2 separate regions of the Mus musculus genome follow, and region 1 is linked to region 2. Evidence: chromatin contacts called from public Hi-C data. All regions are on one chromosome and are shown on one strand. Each heading gives the region's core, a stretch centred on a gene start, on an enhancer-like site or on the middle of the called end of the contact. The rest is flanking DNA. Distances are from core to core; before and after follow the strand shown.

What was found. A called contact is a pair of places that touch in the nucleus more often than the background predicts.
Region 1: a contact with region 2 is called in a Hi-C map of cerebral cortex, with 3 times the contacts expected there. The contact joins two enhancer-like sites. A contact is called at or near these places in 5 of 484 Hi-C or Micro-C datasets (cerebral cortex, cortical neurons, embryonic stem cells and 2 more) and 5 of 115 datasets of contacts at active chromatin or transcription factors (double positive thymocytes, embryonic midbrain, embryonic stem cells and 1 more).

Annotation. Positions count from the first base shown.
Region 1 is chr2:102,249,611-102,255,062 of GRCm38.p6, forward strand. No RefSeq gene overlaps it. Among named protein-coding and RNA genes, the nearest start is that of Gm34268, 5.4 kb to the left of the region's middle. Within about 2 kb of position 2,976, at least 23 of the 459 cell types and tissues checked have an H3K27ac peak or open chromatin away from gene starts, as enhancers often do. A contact at or near this core is called in cerebral cortex, where this site is marked.
Region 2 is chr2:101,904,361-101,909,771 of GRCm38.p6, forward strand. No RefSeq gene overlaps it. Among named protein-coding and RNA genes, the nearest start is that of Commd9, 21 kb to the left of the region's middle. Within about 2 kb of position 1,626, at least 70 of the 459 cell types and tissues checked have an H3K27ac peak or open chromatin away from gene starts, as enhancers often do. A contact at or near this core is called in cerebral cortex, where this site is marked.

The sequences.
Region 1 (5,452 bases), core at 1,726-4,225, 350 kb after region 2:
TACAAGCCTAGGGTTTAACAGACAAAGTCACCACCCTCAATGGTTCCCATGTCCAATGCTACAGTGGGACAGAAAGCATCTCTCTCACCCGCAGTGGAGTTTCCTGACTGTGAGGGTAAAGGTTGGAGATCAAGGGACTCTTCTATACAGAGCAAATCAACTGGCTTTAAAAGGGTTGTTTTAATTTTAAAGACATTTAAATGGAGAAAGACAATGATGGCCCACTTAAACCAAATGCATATCACGACACCCAATGATTCTGAGCACATACACACCCAGGCTCCACAAGATGTCTCACCCTGAATCCAGAACATGCTCGGTAAGCAGAAGTCCAGGACAACTTGAGTTAGTCCGAGCTCTGTGATGAGAACAGTTAAAGCTGCTTCTCAGTTGACGTCACATCCCACTACTCCAAAGTCAACTTCAACATGGCTATGGCTTTGCTTGAAGCTGGTTCCATGCTAGCAAAAGGCTGCATGCTGCCCTTCTGTGGACTGGAGGGGTAATAAACCAGCCTACTGTTTGCCTGCCACTGATGTGATGCATGTTGGATGCTAGGCTTTGTGCTAGGTGCCTCTAACCTGTGGCACATCAGATAAGGGTCCTGCACAAGCCAAGGGCTATTTTTGGGTTTATAGTCTATATCAGTAGTAGCCTCGACAGCTTGATTTTTGCAGCGTACACAGCAGAAGGTCTGGGTTTAAAACGTTCCAACAATCCTACAGGGGAGTACAGCTCCTGCAACAGATGATGTAACTGGTGCAGAGAGGTGATGCCATTTGCTGAGGTTCTCACAGTTAATAGGTATTGGTCCAGGGTCCAGGGCCCACCAGGATGTTGCTTCCTTGTGGCACTGCAAGCTCACCAGATCCCTCTGCAGGGCTGGCTTCGTGGCCACACTTCCTGCTGCCTGGTCTTCAGGGCCTCACTGTAGGGGTGTCTCCTGAACCCTTTCTTATGCATTTCTGCTTCACCACTCTCACTCTTCTGTCAGCAAAAAGTGGTCTGTAAGTTGCATGGGTTTCCCCATTGTCTTCTAATTATTACCTTTGTAGCCAGAATATAGAGGACTTTAAGGGACAAGCCCATTGGAGAAGAGTCAGAAGGGACAATATAAGGGTCAGGAGGGTGGGCTAGAAAGACACAGAGCTGTGTGAAGATCAAGGCCTGTGCTTGCTAAGCCATACCAGTCTGCAAAGTTTCTTACCCAGTCTGATAGGCGAAGAATAATGAGATAGCGGCCAAGCTTCATTGGCTTCCCCTCTGGATGAGAGCTTGGGAGCTTTTGTGCACAGGCTTTGGTGTGGACATAAAGGAGTGGATATGTGTCCATGCACTCGTGTGCATGTGCATGCTCATGCATGTGTGCACGAGTGTGAGTGTGTATGCTTATGTGATTACATGCACGTGTGTATACATGCGTGCATATGTGTATAAATGCATGCATGCATGCATGCATGTGTGTGTGTGTGTTTGTGTGTGTGTATGTGATGTTCACAATCCAGGCACTTTTCAGACTTTTATTTTTTTTTATCTCCTTTTTAATGACCACCTTTTGTAATTATTGCAATAAAAAAAAACTTCAATGAAAGTATGTATATGTGTGTGCATAAGTAGGTATGTGCGTGTGAATACAACATCCCTGGAGGCCAGAAAAGGGTATCTGATGCCCTGGAGCTGGAGCTATGCATTACCTGACATGAGTGCTAGGAACTAAACTCAGCTTCTCTTACTGCTGAATCACTTCCCCAACCCCAAATTCTTGTGATTGATTATGAAACACCTGCTTGTTTTCTAGCCAGCCACTGTGTTCAGTCTTTTATGTCATCTTGTTAATGTTTCCTGGATCCCTATGGAATAAATATTATACATCATTTCCAGGTAAGAAAACCGAGACCCTGAGAGGGGAAGTAATGCACCACATCTTATTATTTATAAACTGCAGAGCACACGTCTGAACCCAGACAGGATTCCAAACACAGCTCTCTGCAGTGTGGTCAATGAAGCAAATGTTTATTGGGAAGCTGCCACGTGCTGGGCGCCCCCTCTGACTTCTGGGAAATCATATTAAACAGAGAAGAGCATCAGGCCTTGTGGAACTTACATTCCACCACTGGGAATAGATATGCAAGTTAAATAGCAGAGTGCATCAGACATAAACAATACTCAGAGCCACGAAGGAAACAGAAGAGGAACACAGAACAACAGTTAGGAACACTCAAGCTCGGAACACTTCTGGAGCTTGGGTTGGTGCTGGGATTTGGGTGATGCTGGGGTCTGGATGGTGCTGGGATTTGGGTGATGCTGGGGTCTGGATGGTGCTGGGATTTGGGTGATGCTGGGGTCTGGATGGTGCTGGGATTTGGGTGATGCTGGGGTCTGGATGGTGCTGGGATTTGGGTGATGCTGGGGTCTGGATGGTGCTGGGATTTAGGTGATGCTGGGGTCAGGATGGTGCTAGGATTTGAGTGGTTCTGGGTTCTGGAGAGGGTTGGGCCTAGGTGATACTTTGTTATGGTTGACACCGAGATTTGAGTGGTGCTGGAATCTGGATGATGCCAAGCTTTGGGTGGCATGTGGGTTTGCATAGTGCTGGGGTCTGAGAGAGTGGTGCTGGGGTCTAGATGGTAAAGATGTTGGTGGTGCTGGCTTCTGGCAGTGCTGGAATTTGGAGTGTGGTGATATAAGAGGAGGTGGATCCATACTAAAAGGTGCATTAATATCTAAGAGACACATTCTCTTAAAAATTTTTTAAAAACCTTTATTAATCCTTTTTTTTGCATCATGCACCCCAACCCCACTCATCTCCCCATCCCTTCGTATCTGCCCTCTGCCCTTGCAACTGCACCCCAACAATCAAAACAAAGCAAAATAAATAAAGCTAGATCTCATTGCGGAAGCAGCAGTGTGTTACAGTGTGCCCCACAGTATACCCTTTTGTCCACTTCTTTCCATGCAAATGTCTATTACAATGAGTCACTGTTTTGTTTCAAGGCCTCTGGCTTCTGCTACACTATCAATATTGGATCCTCAGAGGGACTCCTCTTAGACATCCTGTTGTTCTCCTGTGTCATGAAGATCCTGCAACTTTAGATCTGCAGGATTGACCCCTTCCACACTCAAGCAGTTCGAAGATGAGGTATACGTTTGGATGGTCCAACCCAAAGCCCTGGATCTGGGCCAGGATGGTAGCTGAGTTTGTCAGCCTGCCAGCTCTCCAGCACCCACACCACTGGGGCAAAGCTCTCAGCACTGTCAACTCCTAGCTCACCCACGGTCATAGCTGGAAGGGATGGGACTGGCTCTCCTGGTCTCTGGCCACGAGGACAAATCTGAGTCACTGAGCTATTTGTTGAGAAGAGGCTATTATAAGAGTGAGCCTTTTCTGGCTTCTGATGCAGTGGTATTCTCTCCTCTGTGATCACTGTTGCCATGATGCCTTCTCATATGATATAGTGCAGCTGGGGGGGGGGGGAGTGAGGTGGGGTGGGGTGGGGGTGGGGTGGGGTTCTTGCAGACCTAGTGTCCTGGTGCTGGAACAATTTGCTACCAAATGTTCAGCAAATGAGCCTCTTTTGTTGAGTAGTACTCAGTTTTGTGTGTTTCATCATGTTAACAGAGAAAAGATTGACCGAGTGGCCGGGAGAACTCACAAGACCTTTGCATGGAGACCTCAAGGAAGGGAGGGAGCCGGCCACATTGTGATCTGAATGGGAAACATCCCAGTAGGAGAGGCAGCCAGTACAAAGGTTCTGAGGTGTGGTGGGATGGCAGGTCTATTCTGAGACAGTGGAACAGATGCCATGTGAGAGAAGGAGGGAATATCGTATTCCTTTGGCCACGAAATGAACACTGCATTAACCATGCCAGGCACGCATGGGTGACTCACCTCCAGCAGGGTAGGCTCACATCCACATTTAGGTCTCTGTAGAGCAGTGGTTCTCAACCTTCCTAAATGCTGCGTCCTTTTAATTCATTTCATTTTGTTCCTCATATCAGGGTGTCCCCCAGCCATAAGATTGTTTTCATTGCTACTTTATAACTGTAGTTTTTGCTATTGTTATGAATCATAATGTAAATAGGATATGCAGGGTAGCTGATTTGTGACCCCCGTGAAAGAGTTGTTTTGACACCCCAAAGGGGTTGCAACACACAAGTTGAGAACTGCTGCTCTAAAACCTGCAGAGAGTAAAGGCTGGGTTCTGTTAAGGAAGGAGTGAGGGGACCTGCCTACCTAAGCTGAAAGAGCAGCCTGTGAGGTTCGTGGGTGTGATTGATGAGTGGGCAACTTTACATATCCTCAGAATATGTAACCCTGAAGTCCTCCCAAGTGCCACCATGCTCATTGCTCTCTTCTTTCCTAATGGAACCAAAAGAGGAACCTGCCTAACTCTTAAGGCTGTGAATTCAAGGACCTTGCTCCTCCCTCAATGCTGGTTTGTGAGGAGTTCACCTAAGAGCTGCTCCCCTCTCACACCTGACAGGTGAAGATGTAGACCCCTCTGTGAACCCCAGTCTGAGCTGGAGAAATGGCTCCTGTGTAGCCTTGATTCCAGAGACAATCCAAGTTTGGAGTTTGGAAGTCTTAAGGAAATCAGGCTCAACCCAAAGGAAATCAGATGCAGGGAACAACACAAATTGAATTTTCGGAGGAAATTGCTTTTTGCTTCTCCCGTCTAGCACCCTTTGATTCAATTCTTGAGACTGTATATAAGTTAGTTATAAACAATCAACTTGGTATTTTCCACTTGTTAATCAATAAATATTAAATATTAAAGAATTCAATTTGGGAATGTCTGCCGGCCTGGGTGACAGGGTTCCAGAAGGCTAGTTATGTCTCTGCTGCCTTCTTGGGTTCCCTCTCCTAAACTGCAATGGTGATACAGTGGGAATTCCATTCCTTGAATTTGAGGATTGGGTTTCTTCCAAATGACAGCCATCTCCATGATGACCATCTGTCTATGAGGTGGCCCTGCCTATCAATCAGGTCCAATAGGCAACTATGTGGCCATTTAAATTTCCTCATATAAATAATTTGACCCCAAATCTTGAGGGCTTTGTAGCAGGAGCTAAAGATGAAGGCACAGAGGTAGAGGGGAGGCAGATAGCTAAAGCATGATGAGAAGAGAATGAAAGGGTCTAAGGGGATAGCTCAGTTGGAAAAGTACTTGCCTTATAAGCACGAGGCCCAAGGACACAAGTTCAAATCTCAGAACCCACAGAAGAATAGCCAGGCATGCATGTTTAGAATCTCAGTGCCAGGTAGACTCTTAGTGTTCTATCCAATGAGAGACACTGTCTCAAAGCGAAGGATGGATGGCACCTGAGAGTGCCTTCTGGGACATGCTCACATGAATGTGCACACACAAAAAGAGCAAGAGAGGGCCCCAAGCACACCATTCATCTTTGGAACTTTTTTTTTCTTTACATCCCAAAGCTTTTATCTCCTAAT
Region 2 (5,411 bases), core at 376-2,875:
GTGCCACCACCCCAGCTTCTTTACTTGAATTCTGGGGATCTAAAACCAGGTCCTTTACTATCTGAGCCATCTCCCCAACGCTGCCGATTCAGTAGCGGAAGAAAGTTTGTGATTTCCCACAGGTGACCTAAGTTTGCCTTGAGTGTGGTGACTTCCAACCCTCCTAGATCAGCCCTGCCGGCTGCCTCTGTGGATCCTGATCGTTGTCCTTTGCCTTCCGTTTCTGATGATTTTCAGTGTGAAGACAAATGGACACCCGAGTGAGCCACTCAGTGAGGTCTCTGCACACACACAGGCCCCCTGCCCAGGCACTGCTAGTCAAGCTCTCTGGCCTGCTGTTCACAAACTTCCAAGATGTGAGTCCAGTGTGGTGAGAATGTTACCACAAGCAAGGAACTCTTATTAGTTATCATTCCTTTTACATTCGTTTCTTTTGTTTCTGTTTAATTTTGTTTGTTTGTTTGTTTTGGATTTTCAAGACAGGGTTTCTCTGTATAATCTTGGCTGTCCTGGAACTCTCTTTAACTACCAGGAGGATAGCTCTGTGTGTGTGTGTGTGTGTGTGTGTTTTAAAATGATGGACTTAGTTTTATGTACATTGGTGCTTTGTCTTCATGCATGTCTGTGTGAGGGTGTCAGATTCTTTGGAACTGGAGTTACAGACAGTTGTGAGCTGCCATGTGGTTGCTGGGAATTAAACCCAGGTCCTCTGGAAGAGCAGCCTGTGCTCTTAACCACTGAGTGACCTCTCCAACCCCTTATGCTCTAATCTAGAAGCTATTGGCCGTCTAGAACTTTGAAGGTTTTCAAGCCATTAACCTGTTTTCAGCCTGTATCCACCGACTTCCAATCCTGATAATTCCTGAACATTCTTTTTGTTTGGTTGGTTTGTTTTTTGGTTTTTGGTTTTTTGTTTGTTTGTTTGTTTGTTTTGTTTTGTTTTGTTTTTCGAGACAGGGTTTCTCTGGCTGTCCTGGAACTCACTCTGTAGACCAGGCTGGCCCGGAACTCAGAAATCCGCCCGCCTCTGCCTCCGGAGGGCTGGGATTAAATGCGTGCGTCACCACGCCTGGCTCCTGAACATTCTTAACTGCATACTGATGACCTTTATACAATCCGATCTTCTTTGGTGCTCACATTTCTATGGTTTAATTCCCCCCACCTCTTTTTAAAGCAGTTTTGAGAAAAGAAAAAAAATTGCTAACGGCAGTAGTACAGGGATGGTGCCAGAGGACCCTAATCTCCACAGAGAGAGTTTGCAGGCCCTGAATGCTTGGGAAAGGCCCGAGTGGGCTTTCTCCCTCTGCCTGATCTTCCCCATTGTTTCTGTGGTCCTGCCGAATGCCTGCCTTTCTCCAGCCTCGTCCCACAGCCTGAGTACCCGGATGATGGGCAGTTCCTGTCGGTACCGAGTTTCCAGCTATAAAGTGATAGCCTGTCTCTGGGATTCATTTCATAAAAGATGTCACTGGTCACGAGGTCTTACTATCTTCTGAGGTGACTCAAAAAAACTAACTATAAGGCCTAAAATCCAAACAGGAAGGCAATCGCCGCCTGCTGCTCGGCTAGCTGCAGCTGGAACTTGCATGATAAGCCCAGCAGATGGCGCACTTGTTCTCTCGATCTCATCTGTCTTAGTAATGAAAACAAAGACCGGGAAAGGTGAGGTGGCAGCAGACCTCTCCCAGAGCCCGGGCTAGGGAGAGGCTACCTGTAAAAGAGGCCCTCAGATCCAGGCCTGTTATCTCGTTATCTCCTCAGGGCAGCAAAGGTTGGAAGAAGGAGAAGTGGTAGCAGGGACAGACTCCCAGGGACCCCTTTCAGGACTTTTCCCCTAATGCCCCGATGCATCTGCCACAGGCTAGTAAATCCAAGAATCTGTACCTTTGGACCGGCCAGACACAGCTTCGCCAAACAAGGTTTGTGCGCGGCAACCACAGGTCCAGGATTCAGCCAGCAGAGAACTTTCTGTACCATGGGTGGATAGTGGAGGCAGGATGCAGGTCTAGGGCTGCTTGAACTAAATCTCGATTTCTTCATCTGTATAAGAAAGAGATTAAGCTTAACTCTTCCTGACAGCACTGCTTGGAGGAGGTTAATTATGTATGAAGGTATCTGAGTCGGGGAGGGTGCCCATCCATGGCGGGTACATGTCTGCTCTGCGTGCTGCCTCTTCTAGGTAAGGCCCTGTGCAGAATGCCCCAGTTCTGGTGTGAAGGGGGTTTGCTGTGTTCTGACCCCCACCCCCATGGCTGGTGAGGAGCCCAGGTAACTTTCTGGACTTCCTTGCTTCGGGCTCAACAGCTTTCTCCTATTTCTGTTTTCTCCTCCTCCTCCTCCTCCTCCTCCTCCTCCTCCTCCTTCCTCCTTCCTCCTCCCCGTCCTCCTCCTCCTCCTCCTCCTTCTCCTCCTCCTCCTCCTTCTCCTCCTCCTCCTCCTTCTCCTCCTCCTCCTCCTTCTCCTCCTTCTCCTCCTCCTCCTTCTCCTCCTTCTCCTCCTCCTCCTCCTCCTCCCCCTCCTCCCCCTCCTCCCCCTCCTCCTCCTTCTTCCTGCTGCTCCCACTGTCTGACTAGAGTCTAATGGCATTCCCCTGCCCCAAATTCTTAATGGCTCCTTAATGCCCCAGAATGAAGGCTAAACTCAGAATTGATACTCAATGTCCTTCATAACCAGCTTTCCACCTACATTTTAAGCTTTTGGAACAAAATTGAAGAAATTGACTTAAATCTGAATTAACAGGGTAGAGTTCTGAGGATGGAGGGAATAGAAGTTGTTGGTAACAGGCATGGACGGGTCTGGCTACCAAGAATGGAGTCCCCCCTACTTCTCATATTATGTATTTTTTTTCTCTTGTTCTCTTACTGTGTCAGAAAGTGTCTTGCTATATAGTTCAGGCCAGCTTCAAATTCATGATTCTCCTGCCTCAGCTTCCTCTGAGGGTGTGGTGACCTGTCCTCTTGATGTGCCTTTCCTTAAGCACAGAGTCTAGGTTTTGCTAATTATTTTGTCCCTAGCAGCTAAGACAGTGTCTGCAGTTATAGATGCTCAGTCAGTACTCACTGGAATGCATGCGAGCATGAATGACTGAGAATGAATGAATGAATGAATGTCCTGAATGTGCCAAAGGTTGACTAAGCAACTATCCCCAGTGTTCACTAGCTCCTGGCCTTTTCTAACCTGAGAAGCAGAATGGGGTGGGGGAGGGGCATTAGAACAGTGCAGCCAAAAGCAAGAAACCAGAGCATTCTTGATCTAGCAACAGGGGGACGTCGTGATGACAAGGACTACAACTGTTGTGCCCACAGCCTCTTAGAACACTCCATCCTAAACCTCCCAGGAAGGTCAACCTGACTGTAGGGCTCTGGTCAGTCAGAGGGTGTGCTTGTCCAGCCATCTGTTTCCCAGGATACCATTTCCCTAGCACAGATGGCACCCGGACCTTCCTCACTGTGTCAGCGAGCTGCGGAGGACCCAGCATTGCTGAGGCTCAGCCTGGTCTCTTTCGACCCCGTTTTCTCCATCACTCGCCTCCCCTCCACCCTCCATATGGCTGCCTCACTTCGGTGTCCTCCCAAAAGAACTCCTCCTTCTGTCTGGCTGCTTAGCACCTCACAGATGGGAATCTAGAACATTTGGGAGAGGTTAAAAAGCAGTTTCAAACTGTCTGTTTTCTTTTTCTCAAGCTGGGGATTGAACCCAGGGCCTTGCATGTTTGACAGGTGGTCTACTGCTGAACTCTAACCCCGGCCCCCAGTGCCCTTGTCATTGCTTAGGAGGGCATCTGTTTCCCTGTCACCATCCCAGGAATCCTTTTCTCACCTGGAATCCTGGACCGGCCTCTAATGGGGCTGCCTGCTTTTTCTCCCCAAATTCAGCCTTTCCAGTCAGCCTGAAGCAGGACAGACTTGTGAGCAGAAGAGGAAGGGAACAGAGGCTCAGCCAGGAGTCCTGTTGGAGTTTCACAGCAGCTGACGGTTAAGAACTCCAGGATAATTAAAGATTGTCTATGTAGAGACAATATTCCTTTTATATGAAGGCATCTCAAATGAGAATGTTAAAACATCGATAAATCATACTTAAGATCTACTGACCTTGGATGGCCCTATTCCTTTCCTATAGGAGAACTTGCAGGGTTTTTTTTTAGGAATATCACAAGAATCTCCACTTACCATAAAAGGCATATCAGGCCCCTCTGTGCAGCCCTTGTGACCCATGGTTTCTAAACAGACTACGGTTCTTTCCAAGGGACCTCTAGAGCAGCCCTATAATCTCATGGATTAAATAGGAAGAAACAGCGTGGGGGAGGGTTCTTCTTTGTTGTTGTTGTTGTTGTTGTTGTTGTTGTTTTCTCGAGACAGGGTTTCTCTGTGTAGCCCTGGTTGTCCTGGAACTCACTCTGTAGACCAGGCTGGCCTCGAACATAGAGATCCACCTTCCTCTGCCTCCTGAGTGCTGGATTAAAGGCGTGCACTACCACGGCCCAATCAACGGGGGAGAGGCATTCTCAGCAGCCCTTTGTGGTGTAACTGAGAGCTACCCAAACGATCTAAGTGATAAGACATTTGTGTGTGACTCTCCCTTGAGAGGCTCACACTCACACTTGAGTCTGTCCACCCCCGCACGCGCGTTCCTCTTTTTAATCACCCCTATATATAAACCCCTGTGAAACAGCTTCCTAGTAAAATCCAGCTCCACCTCACGTCGGCTCATCCTGAGATTCTTTTCCGGGGCTAAGGCAAGAATCCTAGCATTGTCTGAGTACAAGACCGAATTGCTAGGGTAGCATCTTAGGTGGGACTGTGTCCCTGGCCCCTGCCCACACTGCCACCCACAAGCCAGGCTTCTTTATCTTAGTAAACTACAGCCTCCGCTTTTTTCCTAGTAAGTGCAGAACAGCTTCCTGCCACCTCCTTCCCTGCCACAGCCTTACCCTCAACTCTGTTTAATGCATGAGCACACCCCAATGGTCCTCTATCTCCTAATATACTCTGCTTGGCCCATTCTTCTTTATCTATGTCCCCATGCTGTCACAGCACAAAGACATCCATCAGCCTCTGGCTCCCAATATCGTTGCTTCCCACCGCTTCACTCCCCTGCCTCTGTCAGTTCCAAGGCATCTCTGTATTTCCAGTCGCAGAGCCTTGGTGCGCCCCATGCCCACCCCCACACTGCACCTGGACACCCTCTCCTGCTCTTCACAAGAGCGGCTTCCTGTCATGTTTCAGGCTATCCTGGAAGACCACTTCCTCAGAGAAGCCCCAAAGCAGCTCCCTCCGAAGACAGTTCCTCTATGGATTTCCAGCCCCTGTTTTTTCCCCCCATCCTAAAATAAAATTATATTAATTCAACGAGTTCACGTGTATTGTAAGTCGTTCCTCGTGTTCACTGTATGTCTTCTTCTTGGATGTTCC